Linked DNA regions of Danio rerio: region 2 is linked to region 1. Evidence: chromatin contacts called from public Hi-C data. All regions are on one chromosome and are shown on one strand. The core of a region is the stretch at or near the end of the contact, and the rest is flanking DNA. Distances in the headings are between cores, read along the strand shown. Region 1 holds the start of ppp3ca (protein phosphatase 3, catalytic subunit, alpha isozyme). Region 2 overlaps ppp3ca (protein phosphatase 3, catalytic subunit, alpha isozyme).

The links. A called contact is a pair of places that touch in the nucleus more often than the background predicts.
Region 2: a contact with region 1 is called in a Hi-C map of an unstated tissue, with 2.9 times the contacts expected there. The contact joins the enhancer-like site here to the promoter of ppp3ca in region 1. A contact is called at or near these places in 2 of 18 Hi-C or Micro-C datasets (embryo and an unstated tissue).

The regions. Positions count from the first base shown.
Region 1 is chr21:32,038,903-32,045,772 of GRCz12tu, reverse strand. ppp3ca (protein phosphatase 3, catalytic subunit, alpha isozyme) reads right to left here and starts at 4,956. Exons shown (of 15, transcript NM_001198550.1): 1 at 4,689-4,956. The coding sequence starts at 4,743.
Region 2 is chr21:32,132,755-32,140,162 of GRCz12tu, reverse strand. It overlaps ppp3ca (protein phosphatase 3, catalytic subunit, alpha isozyme), which reads right to left. Exons shown (of 15, transcript NM_001198550.1): 4 at 3,625-3,736. Among named protein-coding and RNA genes, the nearest start is that of ecscr, 40 kb to the left of the region's middle. Within about 2 kb of position 1,447, at least 10 of the 62 cell types and tissues checked have an H3K27ac peak or open chromatin away from gene starts, as enhancers often do.

The DNA of each region.
Region 1 (6,870 bases), core at 3,707-6,206:
ACAGATTCATTATCCAGCTGGAAACGAGTTTGGAGAACGTTAGCAGTGCGGCTACGATATAATGATTTAGCATACAAAGAGCGATGTTCAGCGCGGCTCCCATGAGACGAGGCGATAAACCAGCATATCAAAACACTAAATGGAAAGCGCCATAAAATCCATTACGCCACTGCAGAAATGAAAGGCCCAACTCTAGTTGCACTTAGTAAATGAGACTCAGCAAATGACACGTTGTATGAAATCCTGCTTTGCTGCCGTGGGGATTCAACGCAGAGACAAATTCTGTATTTGTCTCCTGTATTTGGAGCTGCACACACTGCTAAATACGAACACGGAGACAACCTCATCACTGGGATTTAGATGTGCTTATTTATTGATGCGTTTTGTTGATGATAAAAGCCTTCAATAATAAATGAGGGGGAGAGGAGATAAACATTTCCTCCAAATTTCTGATAAAAATATTGTAAGTTTAAGCATTTTTTTATTAGAATAACAAGTGTTTTCATATCTTGTGATCAAAAATCAGGGTTATTCCCCAAGTGAAAGCACTGGTGTTGTGTTGACTAAAGATTAACAGAAACATTTCTGAAAATATGGCACCTTTTTGTTATTTAATGCAAATAAAAATGCTCTAAATGAAAACATTTTACATTTAGTTCACAGAATAAAACAAAAAACAAAAACAAAGGTATAATTCATATATCTAGAGAAACTAGATATAGTATAAACCAGTGGCATGCACTTAAAAAAAGATCAGATTTTTATATTAATTTTAGAAGAGATGTCATCAGTAACTTACAGACTCCAATTCTTTGTTTGTCTCTTGTATTTGGAGCTGCACACACTGCTAAATACGAACACTTAGCCGGCCTCATCACTGGGATTTAGATGTGCTTATTTATTGATGCATTTTGTTGATGATAAAAGCCTTCAATTATACATAAGGGCGAGAGGAGACGAATGGCATTATGGCTAATACTGGCAGATCTGAACTAGCTCTATGTGCGGGGGAGACGGGCCACTACTATGACTCATTACATGACTAATGCAACCTTAACTTTTCCAGAGGTCAGATGACTTATATCAAAGCCTGAGTTATAATGGCCCTTGTCATAAGATTCCACATTCAAAGGAGATGCAAATCAAATGTTCTGCCAAAAAACTGTCCATGTCAACAAATCAAGACTGCAGAACACGTGGGGTGATCTTCAGGTTGATATGTGCAATTATGCACAAAAATCTGCTTGACGTTTCTTTCTTTAAATAAAATTTGCACAGTTATTGGTGACAGAATTATCATTTTTGTTTGTCTTTGACACATGAAGCATTTCAGAAGCCAAATTTTTTTTAAAACAACGCAGTAGAAAGCATTCAAATGTGGCCACATTAGCATGCAAATGAAGATATCCTGGAAATTGTTTCAAAACTTCACAAGCCAATATTTTTTTGCAATTCAAATTAATTTCAGCTAAGCTGAAGTGTTAGCTTGCGTTTAAAAAAACACTAGAAGCAGATCAGCATTGGGTTATTACTGTTTTGAGAGGAATATCTCCAGAGTTTGCAATAGCACACTTATTTACAAGAATATAGGATTTGTGAAAATAAAAACGGCAAGAGGATGTAGTACAGGGTACATTCTTTTAAAATGTATTCCTGGACACATTTTTCCAAGGAGCCTGTGTTAGTAAAAAAATGAAGAGACAATTTTCTATGGATTTTCTGTTCTTAATAGGTGAGGTGCAGATTTTTTTTTAAAAAATTGTATTATTCTATAAAGATCTGATATCATTTCCTCCAAACTTCAAATTTCATTTGCACTAAATTAGCTCTAAGATCTCATCACGGTTATTACACCAAATATTCCTTTCTTAATTTAAGTCTTTATTTGGCGGTGGCGAAGAGAGCTTAATGTGTTGGAACTTAAAAAAAACATGTGCAGTTACAAAAAAACACCAGCAAATTGAGAATTTTTTTTTTATCAGTTTAACAGCACATGTGCCGCAAATCCTCACTATGCATACACAAAAAAAAAACGTGCTGCATTTTCACACAACACAAGCATTAATATAACAAGCTGCACTTTGCTCACAATGCTAACAATTTACAAAAACACGCTGCATTTTCTCACAACACTTGCAAAAAGAACAGAACACAACTTGAAATGTGACGGACGCCAGTGTGCCGTGACTATTGCTCAGTGAAGTTGTTGGTAATCTTTGAAAGGTGAGTTTTTTGTTTATTTTATGTATTTTGTATTTTATTAGCTTAAATAACCATGGCTGCGTCCGAAACCGCATACTTCCATGCTGTATAGTACGCTAAAATCAGTATGCGAGCCGAGTAGTATGTAAGAATTCATAGAATTCGAAAATCAGTATGCGAGAAGTACCTGGATGACTTACTACTTCTGGCGAGATTTTGGAGTGCGCATCCCATGCATGCTGCGCTATCCTATATTGCCCCACGAGAGAATTCATGAATGGAAGTAAAGTGACGCAACTGACGCAGGTAGGTCACGTGACCATGACTAAATGGCGAATGTAGTACGTCCGAAATCCATACTTTTCCCATTCATAGTTTATAGAATGTACTTTTCTAACGACCGAGCAGTACGTTTAAATTAAAATGCAGTACCTACTGAGTAGTCGACAGTTTCGGACACAGCCCATAACCTAAGTAGCAGCGTCCGTCACATTTTTGAGTCCCCTTGAAACATTTCCATTATGTCTTTTTCCGTATATCTTTTTGCAAGTGTTGTAAGAAAATGCAGCATTTTTGTCAATTGTTGTTGTATTATGAGAAAATGCAACGATTTTATTAATTTTTTTGTGTTATGAGAAAAGGCAAGTTTTTTACAAATGTGACGATGTAAGGATTTGCAGCACATGTGCTGTCAAACTGAGGAAGATCTTTTTTCAGTTTGCTGGCATTTTTTGTAACTGCACGTGTTTTCAGAAATTGCATCATGTTAAGCTCTCTCAGCCACCGTAGTATTGTGTTGTCTAAATATGAATATAAACTAAAATCATGTCTCCTTACTGTTATTATATGCAAAATAAATAATAACCAAAAAAATATGCAAAATAACAAAATAAAATAAAAATCAAAGTTAATATTTTTAGCTCTTTTTAACCGTTTCTCTTTTGGCCACCGATCATGTGGTTATTTTCTGATGATGTATTTTGAGAGTAACTACTGAGGAACACCCTATTTCAAAATGTCTTGTTGTCTTATTAATATTTGAGTCATTGGAGCCAACAGACAAACATATAAGACATGACAGGAAAAATGAGATTTCATAAAATTGCAAATGCGAAACGCATGATGTTAACAAAGCATTGTCTAAACATTGCTTTTAGACTTTTTGCTGACACCTATTGGCCTGGACGCATGGACTCCAAAAACCTATAAAGCCATAGTAGGGTTCACAATTTTTAGTGATCAGCACATTGTAAATTTACAGTGCACTTTATATATTGTTTTCCTTTTTATGTAGTGATTAGTTTTTTTACAAGGTGGCAGCTGTAATTGGTGTCGTCGATTCATAATCACCAAAAAACTTCCTAAAAAGAACACAATAAAATATGTGCAAACTACAGCAACAGCTGTGGATGCCTACCAAGATAAGGGATTGTGCAAAGAGAATACAAAGTACATTCGTACAAATTTATCATCAAGAATAAAGACATTTGTATGGGATATAATATATCGAGAGATTATGCATGAACCTCTGTAGCCTGGGAGAAATAATACAAATTGTTGAAATGCATACACATTAAAATGCCTGTGTATGTGTGTGAGTCAGATAAAGTATTTTGAAAGGTTGTGTGACCAATTGTATTAATAAACAAATAAAAATGATTAAAAAAAAATGTTGGCTTCACTGACCAGCAGTTTGGGCTTAAATGAGTAGTTTTGTCCGTCTTCTTTTTATTATTAAATTATGGTGCAAGTCATGTTTTGAGATTACTTTTACTTTCAAACTAATAACAAAAACGATCACGTGATCCAAACATGGTGGCCACCCTCTGGGTTGAATAAAATTGTATTTTCTGTAGTAAGACTACTTACGTGCATAGTTTACGTTTAGACATTAATACTGCTAAAGCAAAAAAATGACCGAACGTACCTTTAATTAAAATGACGTATAGTTTCTATACAGCACCATGACGCTAATATTCTGTCTCAATGATCTCCGCTTTCATGAACACTCGCGAATATTAATGTGCGCTACGTGACCAGCAAATGCGAGAAAATCAATCAGACGCAACGGGGGCGTGACAGTTCCCAGCTCGAATGATTTACCTTCAGACTCAGAGGCTTCCCTGGAGAAAGCAAACAGCTCAGATACGCGCCGAAAACCCCTATTGCTTCCATTGTCTATGAAGAAAATACAGGAAGGGCTGCGTGATGCCACCTAAAATCCTGCTGCATCACCGCCTCCACTGGATCTGCCTTATTTAACGCGTCTCCCCCGACCTACCTGCCTGTGACTCGATTAACACCAATCCAAAGCAAAGACAAAATCATAAACACTTCAATCCAGAACGTAAACCGATCACATTAACAAACGCGCCCGATGCGTCTTAATTAGCATTAGTAGCCCTATATAAGTACGGCGCGACATCGCAAAAGAAAAAACCCAGGTAAGAAGCAAATAGGTAGGGAAATATGCGCCATTCACTTACATTTCACTACCCGATCGGTGGAGTTCAAGACCATGTCGGCGTTAGACATCTTCATGGGCAGTGAATGTCTCCAGGCGAATGTGTTTCTCCCTCCTCGCAGAAGAAGCGCTTTATTCTCGGCGTGTGTTCGCGGTGACGAGATGCGGTTGGTGCAGTGGCATCACTCGGATGCGTCTCCTCCGTGTCTCACCGCCGGATGATGATGATGGTGCTGATGCTGCTGCTGCTGTTGCCTGGAGAGGTTGGAGGAGGACGATGCTTCTTCTGCTGCTGAGACTGAGACTGTCGTGAGTGGGAGGATGGTGCTGCTGATGGGGTGGAGGCGGTGGAGGGAGAAAGAGAGAGAGAGAGAGAGAGAGAGAGAGAGAGATCGGGAGATCCTTTCAGCGCGTTGCACCACCCCGACATGGCGAAGCAGGGAACTCCCACGCACCCGCGAGAAGAGGCTGCGTGATGCTGCCATCAGGTGGAGATGAAGGGCTTTCCCGAGGACGCAGACGATGGATGATCGATTTGAAATGCCACTCAGGTCTGGGCGAGTGTACGTGGCGGTGTCCCGCGTGTGGCATCGGCCCAAAACTGTTATTTGAGAGATTTTTTTATTTATTTATAGACAAATAAGCAGAGTTGCTGTGCTCATTTAAACGGAAATTGTGGATAATGACCACAATTATGGTTAATGGTGCTTCAGTAAGCTACAAAACTTGGAATTAGACAAAACTGTCATTTAAAAGGCATTAAGCAAATTTACTGACTGCTTTTTTACATTTGGTTTATAATGGCTGTTGGAGTAAATGTGTCGTTTTATTATGCATTTAAATAAAAGTTTAAAGTACAATATTACTTTGACAACAATCTCTAATGTAAAATATGCCAAAAATATTACATTAAATGTGACATGACAGAATGATAAAAAAAACTTTGAAATTTTTTTTGTATTAGCCTTGCAGTGCATATTTTGTTGATAAAAAGATACTGTATAAAATAGCTTCAATTATACACTCAATGTTTTATTGTTTACTTATTACAAAACTTACAAAAAAATTATATAACATAAGGCAAAATTATATTTTTTAAAAACAGTTTATGGGATTTCAGTTTATCTGTAAATAAAAGTTAGTGGGACAAAAATTACCAGGACAGATGACTCTAGCATCGTTTATTGTAGGTAATTTAAAAAGCTGATAATTTGCCAAAAAAGGGAACGTAAACTGACAGAAAAATTAGGACTGAAGTAATATTCAGTGAGCCCATATGAAGTAAATAATAGAAACATTACAGTGGCAGTCATTTCTACGCCGTTTGTGCAGATTATTCAATCATTCATTAAATTTCCTTCAGCTTAGTCCCTGCTTGTCTGGGGTTGCCACAGCGGAATGAACTGCCAACTGTTCAAGCATATGTTTTACGCAGCAGATGTCCTTCCAGCTGCAACCCAGTTCTGGGAAATACACACACTCCTGCATCACTAATTGTGTTCACCCAATTCACCTATAGTGCATGTCTTTGACGCCCAGAGGAAACATGCACACACGCAAACTCCACACAGAAATGCCAACTGACCCAGCCGGGACTTGAACCAGAGACCATCTTGCTTTGAGGCGACAGTGCTAACCACTGAGCCACCTGGTCACCCCTGATTAGTAAATGAAATTAATAAAAAGGTTAATTTACCAAAGACAACATTACAGAATGCAAAGTGAAAAAATATACATAATGAAGAAATTATTCTAAAACATGCTGTATTATCTATAAAAGTTGCTGCTTTAAATAAAAATAGTTGTAGAAGTAATTTCTATACCAACTGCCTTTTATTATTTATTTGAAAAAATCTGATAATTTACAAAAAATAAATAAAGAAATGACAACATAAGGCAAATTACAGAATGAGTATTCAGAACTTATCGTATTGTAAATATGGCATTTCAGTATTAAATCTTTAATATACATATATATATATATATATATATATATATATATATATATATATATATATATATATATATATATATATATATATATTCTAAATTACAGTGACAGTTTTTTTCAATTTCATTAAAACATTTTATATTTGCAAAAAATGCAAATATAACATTACAGAAGACAATATGACTAAGTGATTTTTTGTACAAATAATGTTGTGAAATTGTAAAAAATAATTATATCTTTCAAAAATAATATG
Region 2 (7,408 bases), core at 198-2,697, 98 kb before region 1:
ATATGTTGCATAAAACCAGCTGCAGCATGGTTAATGCTTTGTTACCTTGTAGAATAAAAAATAAATAAACATTTGTGTATTTTGTATTGGTGCAATTTTATCAGTGGACAAAATGTCATGTGTGCCTTAATGATCGCGTTTATGACAACATTAGATTTTTATTTTTATTTTTTTGCCTTGAGTAGAAGTTGAGCTTCCAACATTCACATATAGAACATTAAAAGTGCAGTAGGTGATTGTCTTCAAAAACAATTTTTGTTGTTCTTGTTGAAGCCTCTTCATCATGATCCAGTTGTACTGGTTCAAGTAAATTTTCCAAATGAATTTGTATGTATTTTAATATTCTGGGTAAGGCATAAGATTAAAAAATAGTTTATTAAAAATTGTCAGGCAGATAATTCCCATAATTCTGATAAGTAGCCCAAAACTGTCTGTCAGCAAATGTAGATTTGTACAACTGCGCATCTGTTCACGCAGATCACACTCCAACACATTAACGACAAGTTTTGCTTGCTAACTACACAACTGAAAACGTGCTAGATATAATATAGTTTTTCATTCAGAATTGCGGTGTTATAAAGTACTATAAAGTTTTCTAATTGGCAAATTACATGATCTGGAGGGTCTCTGTCATGTTTAATGTGCGCGTTTATGATTTCAGGAAGGGGAGGGATTGTATTTGAAAGATATTATGCTAACCAGCATTCAGGCAGATCACCTACTGCACCTTTACCTATAAATACCAAATTAGTCTTTGCCAACATCTAAATTGTACTGTACCTTAAAGACAAGATTCTCAATGATGATTACCTATTCGAATACAATTCAGCTTTATTTTGTATAGCGCTTTAATACAATTCAGCTTTATTTTGTATAGCGTTTTATATATATATATATATATATATATATATATATATATATATATATATATATATATATATATATATATATATATATATATGTATATATATTTATTGTTGTTGTTAGCATGTTTTAGCATTTTAGCATTGTGTTTTAGCATTGTGATATTTTAATGTCACAATAAAGATTCTGACATTATAAACATGTCTGGGCCTGTGTAGTTGGCATGCAAATGTATTAGCACAGTACATCAAACATTTTGTTCATTTCAAAAGAACAACGACAACAACAAAACTTGTTTTCCGCTGTTTACCCCCTATGGGTGAAGCAAGACAAGTCATTTTGATCATTTCTTACAGTTCTTCAACAAGAAAAAAGCCCTAATATTTGTAGCAAACAACAGCTATTTTGTAATAACAGCACTTATTATGTTTTTCTCCGGCCTCATTAGATTCCAGCTGGGAGCAAACTTTAGCGCTCAGCCCCATGTGTCTGGGTGCGTCACAAACACTCACACAAGACAAACAGAGTCTCCAGACGGAGGAGGTTTGTCGACGCGTGTAGTATTCTCATTATGTCTCAGTACGCCGCCTCTCTGAAGCATTGGTCACCATGGCCACAGGTCAGTGGAGTAGAGTTTGGTCTGCTGTCTCTGAGCTCTGCCGCTCAGCCTCATGGGAAGGGTCCGCACTGAATCTAGCATTACCTCATACACCAAGTTCACCCTCCTCCAGACTGTGCTACTGCTCTTAGTTATAAACCTCACTCTGTTCATTAAACGATTCATCCTCTTAGGAACAACAGACACTGCTGAAGTTACACTCTAAATAATACTGCTCAATTAAAATAGTTGGATTAAAAATACCCCAGCATACAACCCAACTATATTACTTTAGCACCTTACCAACTATGGGTTATTTTAACCCAATGCATTGTTTTTTTTTTAATGGGTTATTTTGACTAAGTGTTATTTTTTCCATTCTGATATTATCATTGCTACTATAACTAGTACTACTTTTTTATATAATTATGGCTGTGTAAATAAATAACATACATAACATAAATAACAAATTGCTTAATTTCCATTACATTTTAATTTCAAGACACTTAAGCGTTTTTCTCCATACATAGATCAGCTGTGAAGCGCGCATTTTTATCATCAATAATTAGGAGTTCTGGTGAAACAGATATAAAAAACACGACACAGAGAGATAATTTGATAAAATAAAATAAACATTATTGTGTTACAGCTTAAATAAACGTTATAATGCAATATTAACATTACACACGCATATTAATACAGCTGTTCGGTGTCAGTTAAATCAATTGACTGTTGAAATTTTAAAATGTTACCCCAACTGGTTGAGCTATTAAATAAATAACCCAATAAAGGTTAGAAATAACCCAAGAAAACACCAAATATTTATTCCAACTTGTTGAGTTATTAATAAATAACCCAATAAAGGTTAATAATAACCCAACAAAGCACCACATATTTTTAACTCAGCCATTGCATTAAATAAATAACTCAACATTTTTTAGAGTGTGGGTTATAGTAACCCAATGTTGGGTCAGGTATAAACAAACAAAAAGTTATTTTAAAAAAATACAATTAAATTACACAGTTTCACCCAAGAGTTGGGTTGGCTCATTTTTGACCCAATTTTAGGGTTTTAGCAACCAAGCATGTGTTATTCTGATTTAAATATTTGTATAATTTATGTTTAAAAAATTTTTATCCAATATACTATGATACACTATATTAGACTACATGACAAAAGTCTTGTCGCCTTTCCAAGTTTTAGGAACAACAAATAATAACTTGACTTCTAGTTGATCATTTGGTATCAATAGTGGCTGAAATGAAAGGCAAAGGCCTCTAGATTATGTTTATTTCCCTAAATAAAACATGGTCATGCCTTGATATTTAATTATTTAATTATTTATTTAGGACAGTAAGGTCTGACTTTGCATAGACTAAAGCCTTTTCACTTAACAGAAGTAATGTACAGTATAGTATATAAAGTCATGGTGCAGTGGAAAAATAATAATATTGTGTATGACTACCATGAGCTTGGAGGACTGCATCTTCAATGACTCCTCCTTCATCTCACCCCAAACATGCTTGATAATGTTCATGTCTGGTGACTGGGCTGGTCAATCCTGCTGCACCTTGACCTTCGTTGCTTTTAGGAACTTTGATTTGAAGGCTGAAGTATGAGAAGGAGAGCCATCCTGCTGAAGAATTTGCCCTCTCCTGTGATTTGTAATGTAATGGGCAGCACAAATGTCTTGATACCTCAGGCTGTTGATGTTGCCATCCACTCTGCAGATCTCTCGCACGCCCCCATACTGAATGTAATCCCAAACCATGATTTTTCCTTCACCAAACTTGACTGATTTCTAAGAAAATCTTGGGTCCATGAGGGTTCCAATGGGTCTTTTGCAGTATTTGTGATGATTGGAATGCAGTTCAACAGATTCATTTGAAATATCTACCCTCTGCCACTTTAGCAAATGATCAACTAAAAGTCAAGTTATTATTTGTTGCTCTTAAAACTGGGATCAACGACAGGACTTTTGTCAGGTAGTGTACGAATCATTTATTAATTTACAACTCTCCTTACAGTTGCTTTCAGTCAATGCATTCTTAAACTAACTGACTACTAATAAAATTTTTATATTTTGGATCACTTTGCATTCCAGTGTATGTGTTAAAAGCACTGCAAACACAATAGTTTGAAAGTAAAGCGAGGTACTCACATTCTTGTTTGAAGGTGAAATATTCTGTCAAATGTCTACATTCATGATTTCCTCTCAGTAAAAATAGTGTCTTTGGGTAGAGGATTTTCAGCGACCACAGGTACAGAACACACTACAGAGAAGAAGAGAGGAAAACACAGAGGTCCTTGAGATACAGATGAACACAATCCTTAAATAAGACAAGTGCAGCGTGTGTGTTCTGTTAAAGAGAACATATCATGAAAATCTGACTTTTTCTTTGTTTTAATATTGTAATCGGGTCCCCGATGCATCTACCATCTCCGAAAACATGAATACGAACAGCCCAGTAACTTTGTTTTGGTTAGTCTTTTTTTCTGCAAGCATGTGAAAAAAATGAACTGTTCAGATTTTATTCCCCTAATGATGTAGGATGTATAACTTATGCAACACAGGCTCATTGTGAACACGTATACCTGTCTAAATTTCTGGAAAGCGCAAACTATGTAGCAAGAGGTATGTCTGGCTGCATTTCATCTTAAACAATAAACAGTACAGGGCAGTATGATGCCGCTGACGGCTTCTGTTCCTTTTAGTGCTATCAGCTGACTGCTCACCTCCATGTGGACTGCTTTACCTATGTTACCAGTTTGCCTAGTAACTCGCCGCAAATGCTGATGGACTTTGGAAGCGGAGCTGAATTGACTGCGACAACAGGGTTTGAAACAAAACAAAAGCAATAAATAAATAAGTAAATAAACAACAGGCTGAAAACATGGTGAAATCACGCAGCTGCTACTGATTTTCATTTTCTAAATTGATTTTGAAAACACTACCGGTTGGGTTTAGAGAAGGGGTGGGTGGATTAGTTTAATGCGAGAAGAGCATGTGTGAGAGAAATTTGAGAGAGAAATCATCAAAAAGCACACACATCGGCCTATGACGGATTTGCACAAACAAAAACTGCAAGAAGACGTCCAGTTACGTATTTAGCTGTCCACAGAAATGTAGACCTGTGTATGTATCCATATTGAGCCTGGGTTGAGCCTGGCTTTCTGGAATACTTGATTCTGATTGGTCAGTCACAATTTTCCAAGGTACGTTTTGTCAGATTAGTGGCTAATTCGTATGAGTTCAGTCGTACAAAATTGTATGATTTAAAAAAGGAGGTGTGTCTACCTGTTTTTTCGTTGATGTCTCTGCCTTACCCTTTAATAAACTTCAGCACATGGATTCTAACAAAGCCTTAGCCACTGCTTTAGAGCGTGGCACCTAACCCCACCCATAAACCCAAATGTCATCGGGGGATGTGCAAATAGTACAAAATTGTACAAATTAGATCAAACGAATTTGCCACTAAATCAAAATTTATGAATTGCTGTGAGATTATATTGGTTATTCCCAGAAAACAACCACTGAAACTAGCAACACAGGCTTATCCGAGTGTGTAGAATCATCCAGAGGTATATGATTGACTGTCCTGCCACTGTTTTTACCATTTGGCATCATCTTGTGACTAAATAATACATAGGTTAGTGTATGCTCCATTCAATAATTTTCAATTCTGTCAGCTTTGTCTTTAATTAATAAATTAATAAACTGTTATGAGAACAATGTTTTGTGTCTTTTTTAATGTTTTGTGGGAAGAAGCTGTGTAATTGCTATATAAGTGCTTGTGTAAGTTGTGTGAGTGCTATATATTACATCAGATAGTTGTTTTGACAAATAAAGCCCTTCATTTTTATACAACACCCCTCTGATTCGCATAAGGCAGCTGACAAGCCTGTCTGCCTTTAATCAAATTTTTATAGATTTTTATGGATGTACTTTACCCCTTCCATGACATAACATAACATAACATAACATAACATAACATAACATAACATAACATAACATAACATAACATAACAACATAACATAACTTGGAATGTCATGAGTGACCAATCAGACTCAAGTATTCCATAAAGCCAAGAAGTAAGCTGTAGTATAATTTCTAAAGGGTATTCTATGCTGAAACTTTACAGACACCTTCTGGGGGACATCAGAAATTTAATTAAAGTCTCATGAAAAGGGGCATAATATGTCGTTCTTGATGATACACTTTCAATAGCATCACACATGTTATTGCAGGTGTCAGTCCTCATCACTCTCGATATAAAACATACACGAGCATCTCCTTAATGCTAATACACTAATGAACTGACTAACTTATAAATGACAGAAGCTAATTTTGTGGTGAAAACATTGATAGTGCATTTATTGATCAAGCAGTCAGTATTGAGTTAATCATGGCCCGTATAAGATGTCAAAGAAGATGCCATGACCGATTCCCCAACTCTGTTTGAAAATGTTCATGTTATCAAAGAAAACTAGATAAGTTACAAGATAATTGTAATGAGGCTATCAGCCAATAAATGTGTCTGTTAAGTCAACAGAAAATGCAATTTATGCTTTCATGTAAGCTCCAGAAATGGGAAAGTGAGTTGTAAGGAATTAATAAATGTAAGTGTTAATGAGGGTGAACAGTAAAGCTTTTTGAACCACATTTATGACCATTTCTGCTATTTATAAATGTGCATATATATTTGTATAAATTTTTGTATGTTATTTATTATCTTATTTTATTTCTTATTATAAACTGCATTGTTTTTATTGTTTTTTGTTTTTTGTAACGGTGCAAGCAAATACAGTTGATTTCCTGCAAACAACAAAAGAACAAAAGCTTAATACTGTTACAATTTAATGAAGCTTTATGTTTATCAATTGATTTACTGCATTGAATATACATTTTTAATAGATGTCAAACCACAAATGATCACCATGATATTTTTGTAGTATTTTTGTAATATTTATAAATGTTTGTTTTATTTATTTTTATTGTTACAGGATTTGATTAAAAAATGTTTATTGAAAATAAAGCATATACAGTAATGTTTTTAACCACCACTAAGAATGCCAAGACTGCATGGATAATGTTTTTAACTATCATTTTTAATTATTATAGAATTTAATATCTGTAGGTTCTTAATAATTATAATAATAATAATAATAATATTAATCTCTATGGGTTAAAAATGTAATATTAAATATTTTGACATATGATGATAACAATGGGTGGTATGGAGGTGCAGTGGGTAGCGCTGTAGCCTCATAGGGTCAGCTGGGTCAGTTGTGGAGTCCTGTGTGGAGTTTGCATGTTCTCGTGCTCTTGTGTTGGCGTAGGTTTCCTCCAGGTGCTCCGGTTTCCCCCACAAGTCCAAAGACATGCGCTACAGGTGAATTGGGTAAGCTACATTTTCCGTAGTGTATGTGTGTATGTCCTGGTCCTCCAGGTTGGGTGTTGAGCGTTGGGCTAATGACCCAGCTCGTAAAAATGATTTAATAGACTTTAAATTAAATATAATGTTTAAATATGTTACACCACATTTATACATATTTGCATATTATTTAGCTAAGAAGTTTTTAAAATTTTAAAGATTTTTTTTTTTAATAAAACCGATTTTCTGCAGGTTTTATTTTCATGTTCATTAAACATTTTGCCTAATTTATTAATGCTTGCAAATACAAATAAGAATGAAAATGTTTTATTTATGTCGTTACATTTATGTCGTTACATTTGTCGTTACATATATATATATATATATATATATATATATATATATATATATATATATATATATATATATATATATATATATATATATATATATATATATATATATATACACACACACACACACAAAATATTATTTTTAAAAATTTTTTTTAAAGCATTTTAACAGTATTATAGTATTTAGCTTGCTTTTAACTTTGTTACTGTTTTTTA